2 separate regions of the Sus scrofa genome follow, and region 1 is linked to region 2. The links are chromatin contacts, called in public Hi-C maps. All regions are on one chromosome and are shown on one strand. Each heading gives the region's core, a stretch centred on a gene start, on an enhancer-like site or on the middle of the called end of the contact. The rest is flanking DNA. Distances are from core to core; before and after follow the strand shown.

What was found. A called contact is a pair of places that touch in the nucleus more often than the background predicts.
Region 1: a contact with region 2 is called in a Hi-C map of skeletal muscle, with 5 times the contacts expected there. The contact joins two enhancer-like sites. A contact is called at or near these places in 2 of 5 promoter capture datasets (both in liver), 23 of 47 Hi-C or Micro-C datasets (adipose tissue, alveolar macrophages, brain and 14 more) and 1 of 2 datasets of contacts at active chromatin or transcription factors (skeletal muscle).

What each region holds. Positions count from the first base shown.
Region 1 is chr17:5,382,727-5,388,476 of Sscrofa11.1, forward strand. The region is part of intron 5 of MTUS1 (microtubule-associated tumor suppressor 1); the gene reads right to left. Among named protein-coding and RNA genes, the nearest start is that of PDGFRL, 110 kb to the left of the region's middle. Within about 2 kb of position 3,810, at least 23 of the 83 cell types and tissues checked have an H3K27ac peak or open chromatin away from gene starts, as enhancers often do. A contact at or near this core is called in skeletal muscle, where this site is marked.
Region 2 is chr17:5,281,001-5,287,106 of Sscrofa11.1, forward strand. All of the region lies in intron 1 of PDGFRL (platelet-derived growth factor receptor-like protein), which reads left to right. Among named protein-coding and RNA genes, the nearest start is that of PDGFRL, 5.2 kb to the left of the region's middle. Within about 2 kb of position 4,696, at least 1 of the 83 cell types and tissues checked has an H3K27ac peak or open chromatin away from gene starts, as enhancers often do. A contact at or near this core is called in skeletal muscle, where this site is marked.

The DNA of each region.
Region 1 (5,750 bases), core at 2,560-5,059, 100 kb after region 2:
ATCTTCATGTCAGACATCCTGCAACAGTGCCCAAAGCCCTCGACACTTTTGCTCCCTCTCCTCGCCCCCTTTACAGAGGAACTTACACCTTGGACCGGAGAGGCCCACGCTGTCAATAGGTGGCACTCAGGAACAACATACCACCCTGCACATCGTGCCCTGGTCAGGGCTCGGTCAAAGGGCCAGATCGTCTGAGTCCCTGTAACCACCAAGCTTTTGCTGGCACCTCTCTCTCCTTATGCTATGCTCAAATATTAAAATTCATTTCCTTGAAGAAGCTGAGGCCCACGTTTTCATCATGTGCTGTTTTCTCTGCCTGGGGCACTTTTTGTTTCTTGGTCGATTCCTCATGTCCTGGGATCACAGCTTACATGGCACTTCTTGAAGATCTGGGTACAGTTAGCCTCACCTGCTACGAGCTGCCTGGGTACCCAGTCCATGTCCTACCATCTGTCTGTCTCCCTGTTCCGCTGTGGGCCGTTTGAAGGCAGAGGGCCACAAGCAACGGAGTCCTGGCTCTCTTTTCAGCATCTAGCATTGTACCGGCCGCACAGTTTAGGTCTACTAAATATATATTTATGAAATGAATGAATGAAACCTGCAGTGTGAAAGATAGCTTGGAAGGAGGGGAAAAGCTGGGAGCAAAGACCAAAAATATAAAATCCTTCAAAGTATTAGATTGAGTGATGTGAAACTATCAATGTGTGACCACTTTTTACTTCTCAGAAGATCCATTTCAAATGTTTTAGCCAGTAATAAAGCCTGAACTATAGCAGGCAGAGGGTCAAAACAAATATTGCAAAGCACACTCTTAAGATTCTTACAATCAACTGGTCGTGGCTAAATGAGGAAGAAAAACGATTCAAAAATGACTGAGGTATTATGACAGAATGCAGGGCAAACAACAGTGCTGTGAAGAGCGAGCAAATCAGAAATAGTTAATGAGTTTGGGAAATAAGGAAAGAATTAAAGAAAAGGAATTTTCAAGTGTCAGTAACATATCCAGGATTTTAAAAACCTATAGCCAGAAAATTAACAGAATTTGAGGTTGAAGCGTCCTCAGAAGTCCTGTCTCCGATTCCTTGGTTTTGCAGCTCTCTTGGGTTAGGATCAAGGTCATTCACTAGCAGAACCAAGGCTACAACCCTGGGCTCTTAGAATCCAGGCCAACACCACTTCTTTCATTAAGAATACAACACGAGGAGTTCCCGTCGTGGCGCAGTGGTTAACGAATCCGACTAGGAACCATGAGGTTTCAGGTTCGATCCCTGCCCTTACTCAGTGGGTTAAGGATCCGGCGTTGCCGTGAGCTGTGGTGTAGGTCGCAGACGAGGCTCGGATCCCGCGTTGCTGTGGCTCTGGCTTAGGCTGGCAGCTACAGCTCTGATTAGACCCCTAGCCTGGGAACCTCCATATGCTGCAGGAGTGGCCTAAGAAATGGCAAAAAGACAAAATAAATAAATAAATAAATAAATGCAGCTGACTTCAATATCCATTTTATTGGGAGAGTTTTCAGACCTTCAAGTTATGTAATATGGATAAGCTTACCAAAGAGTCTTAGCAGGGTAAGTAGAATTGTATTCTTTACATAATTTTAAAATGCTTCCCACACACAAAACTTTTTTTTTTTTTTTTTTTTTGGCTGCACCCTTGGCATGCAGAAGTTCCCAGGCCAGGGATCAAACCCTTGCCACAACAGCAACAATGCCAGATCTTTAACCCACTGAGCCACAAGGGAACTCCAGAAACTTTTTTTTTTTAAATCACTGCTATTCATTACATCTAACAAAAATATAGAAAAATGCACAGCCAGGAAAATCTACACACCAAAAATTCTTAACAGAGATTCCAGGTTTTAGTCCCATCTCTACTGCTGGGTATGTGCCCTCAGGCAACTTAATGCACTTCTTTGGGTATCTCTGACTTTCTGGTATAAAATCAGGTAAACTAGATCAACTCTAGGGATACTCTGGCTATAAAAGTTATGACAGCAATCAAGATGTGCCCAAAATATCGATATTAGTCAAACTCCGATAATAAAAGCCATGTGTCTTTTGCTTAAGCTGCCCTGGTAGGCTGTCTGCTTCACAAAAATGCTACAAACAACCTGCTGAGAGAAGACTGGTTAACTGAATCATGGCTCAGCCAACAACGGGTTGTTATATGATACTAAAGAGAATGTGGGAGAGAAACATAGTAACATGAAATCTGAGCTATATGAACCTAAAAAAGTCGAGAAAAGGAGAGAGCAGACTTGTGGTTGCCGAGGGGGAGGGGGAGCAAGTGGGGTGGACTGGGAATTTGGGGTTAGTAGATAAAAGTTATTACGTTTAGAATGGATAAGCAATGAGGTCCTGCTGTATAGCACAGAGAACTATATCCAGTTACCTGTGACAGAACATGATGGAACGTAATTATGAGAAAAGAATGTATATGTATGCAGATCGACTATAATAAAAAAATTTTTAAGTACACTAAAGAAGCCTATATATGGTATTCTTCCATTTCTATAAAACAAAAAGGGATATGAAAAAAAATCTACATAGGTTTACACAGGACCAGAAAATTACTATCAAGATAAACAAGCACCCATGAGAGTGGCTGCCTCTGTGGGGAGGCTGGGTCCTGGGTAAGAAAGAGGCTCCCTTGGAGTGGCACAACCTCCCTACTGTTTGCTCTCCTTTTTAACCTGGAGCGTGGACTGTTTAAGTTAAAACTAAGTGCCATTACATTTGAGTAATTTAAAATAAAAAAAAAAAAGGTGCCATTGGGAGCTATTTTAGATTACACAAATTATTGCAAATACAAGGGCACTCTTATTTTTATTTTCTTCACCTTTTTATTCTTTAAGGTTGAAAAATGACAGTGGCACTTAGGCTGAAAAGCAGAGCCACTGTCTGCCTCTTCACTCTCTCCATTTCCCCTCAGCCATCAGCGACAGAGCAGGGAGAAGGCTGGCTGACTCCAGGGACAGGTCAAGGGGAGTTATGAAACACAGAGAAGAGATGCTGGAAAAAAAATGAGATTTACCCCCTAGGGAGGAGAGATGCCTCTGGGAAAATGGAAAGCAGTCAGCTAAAAAAAAAAAAAAAAAAAAAATTACTAGGGACAGAGAGGGAAAAGAAGACATGGAAGGGCCAGCTTGCATGTGAAACAAGAACACATCTATTTACAAACTCAAACGACCTTATCACAGTGACCGGGAACCAGCCCCCATCCAATGTAGCCACGCTCCAGTTTTCACAGCATAAAATCACCTTAACTTAGCATAGGTGCAATGGTATCTAAACACGAAGTAGCAATGGGAGATAAATGCATCCCCTGAAAGTAAGCACACAGGTTTCCATGAGCCTAAAATATACGCTGTGCTTATTTTCATCTCGAGCACAGAAAATAAAAAGCAGATACAAAAATAAACAGAGGCAGTTTTTATGATTATAAATATTTTCACCATGAAGTGTGGAAAACTTCACTTGTGGTTCATTTACTACCTTTCCCCAAACTCGAATTTGTTAGTTCAGAAATAGTGACAGAAATCTTTTAGCATACCAGATGAGCCTATCACATTCTCAGGGAGAAACTGAATAATGAAAAACTATAGAAACCCTGTCATTTCATCTCCTTCTCTAAAGGAGTCTTCTTAATTTACCTGTGTCCTATTCCAAAATCATGTGAAGTAAAATGTAATTTAACAGGTGTTAATTTTTCCAGATTCAGTTGGTGTCAGAAAGAAGAGCTGGGGAGCAGCCACGCAACAGTTCTGCTTTCAGCAAACAAACCAAGCACACCATCAGCTTGCAGACAGTCAAAGTATCGTACACTATGTGTTGAGACAAAAGAGAGAACTGCTTGTTTTTTACAAATTATGCCTCGTTCTCTCCTTAGAGCTTTCTCCTCCCAGTTATCTATCCCCTTAGAAAATTTCCGATAAACACCTGCAAATTAATCAAGATGTCCCCCATACAACAGTTAACAGAGACCTGGGCAAGACAAACCTGTGTGGAAAATGACAGTGCTTTTCCTAAACCCTGAAGGAAATGAAGATTTCGAAGCAGTCCTTTGGCTGTCAGCCGTACGTGAATGGTGGACAAGGAGAATTTGGGGGACAGCAACATGTCTTCAGAGCAGGTGCAAGGATTTCACAGCAGAATCAGCTTCCATGGACTCTCACATACTGTCTTTTTAAACCCAGCACTCTTCTCTGAGGCCAAGAAAGACAGAGAGAGGAAACGCGCCTACATGGCAAATGTCATCCCAGTGCACACACACACAGGAGACCAAAAAAAAAAAACCCAAAAAAACCCAGGGCTATCCAAGTGTTTCTGGCTTCTGTTTCCAGTCCCAGATGTTGCCAAAACAATGTTCTTCCTCTGAATAAAATCTCCTCTTAGCAGACCCAGCAGCCAGCAGCCTCTGAATTACATCACTGAACATGCTCATGGGTTGTTATGGTTTTCATCAGAGATGGTGAAGGGGAGGAGAAAGTGGGTGGTCTTAGGAGCTTTATATAACAACCAATAATGTCACGGATTCTGTAACGACTTGGAGGATCCTTAAGGAGAAATAACTACTTCAAGTGTCTATTTATTTAGAAATTAATTTAAAAAATTAAGACTTCTTTAATCTGTGTTCAGAGTTTTTAAAATGGTAATTATATTAACACTAGTAATACTGGGCATGTTTTCAGATATTTTACATGTAAACCTACATATAAACCTGATACCTGAGACAAAAAAATGTTAATGGCTTCAAGCCATAAATGTTCCCAATTACAATTTTCAATAAAATGTCTAGTGTAACACCTGGAACTAACAGTATTGTAGGTTAATTATACTTCAAAAAAAATCTTTTTCCTACAATATATTAATGATAGATTCATAAAAGGTTAAAGCTCAAATTTAACACTATTATTCTAAGGGCCACACTAATAACTAATGATAAAGCCTTGATACAACTTCTCCAACAGACATAATTTAATAGTTCCAGAGGAATAAAAATTAGTCAGAGAGGCAGTATTCTAAGGATGCTACTTACTGCATGACTAACAGCATTTAAAGGAAAATCAGGTAACCTCTCAAGATAGTAATGTTTTGAGACGAGGTACACCAGGAAAGTATGATTAGTGTTTATCTTTTATTGAGCTCTATTAAATGTTTGAGTCCTTTGTAAAAGTATATCAAAATAAGATGACAAAAACTAAAAGAAGCTGAAGAAAAATGCACCGGCAAAATACTCACGTAAGTAGAACTAAACTATTAGACCAATTATATAGCCCAAATTCTTAATATTTTTTAATTTTAAAAAGTACAAGAAAGTGGGAGTTCCCGTCACGGCTCAGTGGTTAACGAATCGACTAGGAACCATGAGGTTGTGGGTTAGATCCCTGGCCTTGCTCAGTGCGTTAAGGACCCGGTGTTGCTGTGAGCTGTGGTGTAGGTTGCAGATGCAGCTAGGATCTGGTGTTGCTGTGGCTGTGACGTAGGCTGGCGGCTATAGCTCTGATTAGACCCCTAACCTGGGAACCTCCCTATGCCGTGGGAGCAGCCCTAAAAAAAAAAAAAAAAAAAAGTAAGAGAAAGCAAGGTGTAAAAAATGATCTCTATATGTTTTCAAGATTTCCTATGAAAAAATGAAAGACTCAGTTACAGAAATGAATGTAGTTAACTGTTAACCACAAACAACCATTAAATGCCAGGAGAATGTGCAGGAAGCAGTTACTCTTCCAGAAATTCTACAGAGCATGTAGGGTA
Region 2 (6,106 bases), core at 3,446-5,945:
CACTGAGCAAGGCCAGGGACTGAACCCGAAACCTCATGGTTCCTAGTCGGATTCGTTAACCACTTCGCCATGAAGGGAACTCCAGGATCTCATTTCTGAGACCAGGGATTGAACCTTAGGCCACAGTGGTGAAAGCGCCAAGTCCATTAGTTTAGGGGGTTGGTAATGATAGGCCACCAGGGAACTCCTTCTGTGTCTTTATCTGGCCTTTTCCTCTGGGTGTGGGTCTCTTATAAGAACACCAGCACATTGTATCCTAATGACCTCATCTAAACTTGATTATGTCTACAGATATCCTATTTCCAGATAAGGTTACATTCATGATACCAGAGGTTAGGACATCAATGCATCTTTTGGGGACACAGTTCAACCTACACAATAGGGTAGGGGGATGGAGAGGGCTGCGGTGGGCAGTGTGAGCGTGGTTTCGATAGGAGAGTCAGAGACCAGCCTGGAGGGAGGAAGCAAGTGCTGCTTGTCAGAACAAAGAGCCATGTGAGCCAAGGGCACCAGTTTCAAGGTGTCATGGTGGCCAGTGTGGCTGAGGGAGCATGAGGTGTGAGATGAGATTGCAACACCTTGCAGGGCATGGGAAGACTTAGGGCTTTGTTCTAAATTAGATGAAAGTCATGGGAGGGTTTGGAGCAGAGGCTCAGCCCATGGTTTGACTTATATTTGCAAAGGTAGGAGTGCTCAGGTGGAAGCCAGGAGCCTGAGGAGGGGGCTGTTTGAAAAGTCCGGGTGAAAGTGGCTTGGTCCTGGGTGGTTGAAGTAGATGTAGGAAGAAGAGCTTGGGGGCGGGAGTCTATTTTGAAGGTGAAGCGAAAGGATTTGCTGCCAAAGTGGACATGGCTTTGGAAAGAAAGAAGAAACTCATGTGACTCAGAGGGTTTTTTTTTTGTCTTGTTTTTGTTTTTCTGAGCCACAGGATGAATAGAGTTGCCGTTTACTGATGATTGGACACTGAAGAAGGAGCCGATTTGAAAGGGCATTTAGAGTTCAGTGTGGATACGTCCAATTTGAGATGCCAATTTGCCTTCCAAGTGGCAGTGCTGAGTAAGCGATAGAATATTCAGATCTGGAGTTGAGAGGCCAAGTCAGGACAGGAGAAAGGTAGCTCTCAGTGTATAAATGCTGTTAGTGCCAAGGGGGCTGGTGAAGCCACTTAGGGATTGAGTGTCATTAGAGATTGAGAGGAAGGGGTTTCATCCCTTTGGATCAGGCAGGGAAGGAAGATGAGGAAGGCTGCCAAACAGACTGAGTAGGAGTTGTTAGTGGAAAATCAAGACAGTGCCATGTCCTGGGATTCAAGTGAATGAAGTGTTTCAAGAGAGTGGGCATTTTGCAATATATACAATAATGGCTTTGTGATGTTGCACACCTGAAACTAACATGCCACTTGAGCTGTCAATGACATCTCAATTAAAAAAAAATCAAGATGAACTGTGTTCCAATGGATGTGCTAAAAAAAAAAAAATGTTTCAATTTAAGGTCTCTATCCTGAGATGGAAGTGTGTAATTCTTAGAAGTTGCTCTTTCAAGAAAATGAGACTTTAAGCAGTGGTAGGGAGAGTATTTTGGAGTGGGGTTCTGGAAGGGAGTAGGGAAAAGAAAGACTCTCATTGTTCTGCATTTTCATCTCCCTACTGTCGTTGCTTTTGCGATATCTCAGATTTGTTCTTGGAGAAATGGATATTCCTATGGGGTGTTTTATGAGGAGTGAAAAAAAAAGAATGAGGTGTGCCTCTATTTATATAACTGGTTAGGGGAACCCATCAGCTACTCAGCATATTTATAGAGTGGAGGTTTTGATGCTGTTCCTGGGTCAGATCTCCCCCTTTGACTGCCCATAGGGAGAAAAATCGAACAGCTGTAGGCCTTGGTTGCTAATGGCTGTGTTTACATGGAGTCCTGGTCTAAGCAGCTGTCAGTGATTCTTCTAATGAATTTTTCTCCTCCAACATAATCTGATAGAATGTGAGAGGTTGGAGTTCCCTTCGTGGTGCAGCAGAAACACACCTGACTAGCATCCATAAGGATGCGGGTTTGATCCCTGGCCTCTCTCAGTCGGTTGAGGGATCCATTGCTGTGAGCTATGGTGTAGGTTGCAGACATGGCTCAGATCCCACTGTTGCTGTGGCTGTGGTGTAGGCCAGCAGTGTGGCTCTGATTGGACCCCTAGCCTGGGAACCTCCATATGCTGCAGGTGTGGCCCTAAAAAGCAAAAAATAAATAAATAAAAAATTAAAAAAAATAAAAGAATGTGAAAGGTTCATAATCAGGTCACCTTTCTTGAATAAGGTTTGATTGCAATCAATCCTCAGTTGCTGCTAAAGCATTACAGTCCTTTGCCCTGCGTACTTCTGGCTGTGTAGTATTTAGTCATTCGTTTTGGAGACTGGCGTCTCCGGCTGGAGATGCTTTGGAAAAGCATCTCCAGCCCTTCCAGGAGGGTTGCCCTCATTTTGGGCATAAAGTTCTGTTTGACTTGGAACTTCTTGACAAAGCCTGCCCCCACCCCCAACAAAGAAACCACTCAGACAATGGTGCCGTGCATGAGATTCTTGCAAATAAAATGAAACGCTAATCTCAAGTGAGTTGAAAGCAACAGCATGAATCAGAGAATACTCTAGATCTGGTTTTTTCACTGCGTTTTTAGTAACCTGGGTGGAGCTATTTCCTTTTTTTTTTTTTTTTTTTTTTTTTTTTTTGGTCTTTTGTCCTTTTAGGGCTGCACTCATGGCATATGGAGGTTCCCAGGCTAGGGGGCAAATCAGAGCTACAGCTGCCAGCCTATGCCACAGCTCACAGCAATGCCAGATCCTTAACCCACTGAGTGAGGCCAGGGATCAAACTCACAACCTCATGATTCCTAGTCAGGTTCATTTCCACTGCACCCCAACAAGAGCTCCCAATTCTCTTTTCACCTGTAAGTTAAGCAGATTAATGAGCTGGCTTGCCTCCTTCAATTATCATGGACATCGCCGTGAGACATAAGGCAACAATACAACAACAAACAGACCTTGCTAGCACTTGCTTGTTCTGGGTCAGACACAAGTCTCAGCATTTTAAACACAATAATTCCTTAAATCCCCACAACAATCCATGGGCTAGTCATTGTTATCGTGTAATTCTCAATTTATGGATAAGGGAACTAAGAGAGAGGTAAGTAATTTCCCAAGGTCATTGCTGACTTATCATTCAGGACCTGAAGTCCAAAATTACATCTAATAGTTTGTAAAATTTACCCCCTATAAATATGGGGTAAAATTAAAATTTTGTTTCATAACCTCAAAATGCAGTGGTAACAGACCTTCGCTTTTATATATATACAATATAAATTCTTTTTTTTTTTCTTTTTTAGGCCTTTGGGAAATGATTTACTTAGGCTAAAGAGTCACATTCTTTTAAAAAGTTAGACATAAAGAGTTCCTGTTGTGCGTCAGCGGGTTAAGAACCATGCATAATGTTTGTGAGGATTCAAGTTCAATCCCTGGCCTCAATCAGTGGGTTAAAGATCTGGCATTGTCATGAGCTGTGGTGTAGGTCACAGACTTGCCTTGGATCCAGCATTGCTCTGGTATAGGCTGGCAGCTGCAGCTTGGATGTGACACTTAGCCTGGGAATTTCCTTAAGCTGCAGATGCAGCCCCAAAAAGAAAAAAAAAAAAGATGTGGCATTTGGCAGTTGCTTAGTCCTAAGACTTGTTCCTGGGGCTGCTGGTCTGGCTTCTCCAACTTAGTGTCATTACTGTCAAACCATGGGCCAATTCCTCAGTCAGGCAGCAGGACCAGCTGCTATATTCTTAGACCGACTAATGGGCCTGTTTGGTCAAAAGGTCAAATAATTTTTTTAGGGATAATAGCACATACTTGAAGGCACAATATCCAGATTAAGTGAATATTCCTGAGTAGCATCGCCACCCAGGCTCTGAGAGCCATCATCCAGGCCAGGGGCATGGGTTTCCCAGATTCCAGAGGATTTACAAACACTTGTTTTCATTTCCCTAACTTGAAGTCCTATTACATGATCAAGAAAACACCCAATCAGACACCAGTCCAGAGGTCCATGGTCTCATAGGCATGGTATGACTGAAATGCATGCAGGGTACAGATGACCTGGACAGCATAATGGTAGGCTTTTATTTTCTGCCTTAAGAATAAAACTGGTGACATTTACTCTATTGCCATTCTGAGATTATGCTTCACAATTGATGTTGCTGGGTTAGTATGTTTCTGTGGGTCTAATGTGTTGGCTGGGATTGCAGTGCTTCTCCTTCTCGAAGTTGTGGAAATATGTGCATGAGTGCATTGCCCACCCCATTGGTCATTAGAATCCTGGTGTATTTACCCCAAATATTCACAGCCTGGGGAGATCTTGACAAACAGTAGATTTAACAGCAGCTCTTGGGGACCTGCCTTGGAGACTAGGGCTCAAGGACACAGCTCTGGTCCCTGGCAGGACTGAGAAAACTCAGGTGGGCCCATGACCCAGAGTTACCAGAGTAGAGGAAGGCTGGGAAATCAGATGAGAGTCAGACCCAGGAAATGGACAGGTCACAGTGGAACTGGTGTTGGGGAAGGGATGGCAGGGCTCAGGGACAAAGGCAATGAGCCACGGAGTGGATGCTGACACTAAGCTCACAGTGGGATGGGTTCCAGAGCCTCAGCCAGGCTGAACCCAGAGTACGGGCCAAATGGCTCCTATTTCTAAGAGCAAAGGGCAACACACTAAAAAAGCCAAGCTCACCATTACACAGCTGGGTCCATGGCAGTTGAGTTTTGGGTACCAATGATAAGTGTGTGGCTCCATGAAACATTCACAAGCTTCACAAACATTCACACCCATGTAACCAGCCCAGAACAAGACCGAGCGGGCCTGGCAATCCCTCTCCTGTCTCTTTGGGATCCAAGGAAAACCACCACCTGACTCCTAGCCTCAGGGATTCTGACCCGAGGATTCTAAAAAATCCAAGTTTATGTTATTTATAAATCGGGAAACCTGCATTCCTGCCGTCCTTTGAGAAATTGGATCCTGTAACCCTGGGCACTCAATCCCTCAAGGTAGCTGCTCCTTGGAAAGGGTGTGGCCTCTCCATGACCGCTGGCTCACCTCATTTTTGTCCCCTGCCTGGCCTGCTGGTTAAGCACTTGCAATACTTGCCTTTTTCCATTTCCCCATCCTAGTTTCAGTGTCTTTGTTCTCTTGACCACGTCGAGCCCTTTACATGCCAAGCTTATGCTATATAAATATGAGCATCAAAGAGGGACAATTTTTTTTCCCGATTTATCACATTTCCCCATTTTGTACAAATGCCCTGTAATTCCCTTCACTGACCGATATTTATATTGTTATCTGTTCAAAATATCTACTGGCTGTTTATCTGCATGTACTAAAATGGACATCAGGAGAAGTGAGTTTTTCTCCCACATTCTGCCACTAACCATCTTTGCACAATTTATTTAACATGTGAGGCTTCCTTTATTACTTATAAAATCTATAGCATGAGGACTTTAAGTGGTCTCTCAGGATCCTGTAACTCTGGATATTCTGTAATTCTGTGGGCTTCTATCCAGGTCGCCTTGGAGCAGAGAGTGGGGCAAATGAATGGCCTAGTCCTTTCATCCTCGCTGGGTGGACACAGCACACGGCCATGCAGGCCAGGTGGTCAGTTAAGATTCCTGGAACTCAGAGGCTTCTCAAGGCTGGACAGCGATGTCTGTAGCGAAGGGAAAAGCAGCAGTATGAAAATGGACTTGAAGGTGGTCAATTCTTATTTTTCCACTATGTGGCAGCAATTCTCAACAGTGTTGGTGATAAGATCCTCCTCCCCCAGCACCTTTTGTTGGCTAAGTTCTAAACCATTGCTACAGTTACCACTGAGTTGTAATAATGTCTATGGTGGTTTTTTGTTTTTTTTTTTTTTTTTTTTTTTTTTGTCTTTTAGGGCCACATATGGAAGTTCCCAGGCTAGGGGTTGAATCAGAGCTACAGCTGCCAGCCTACAGCACAGCCACAGCCACACGAGATCTGAGCCACATCTGTGACCTACACCACAGCTCATGGCAATGCCGGATCCTTAACCCACTGAGTGAGGCCAGGGATC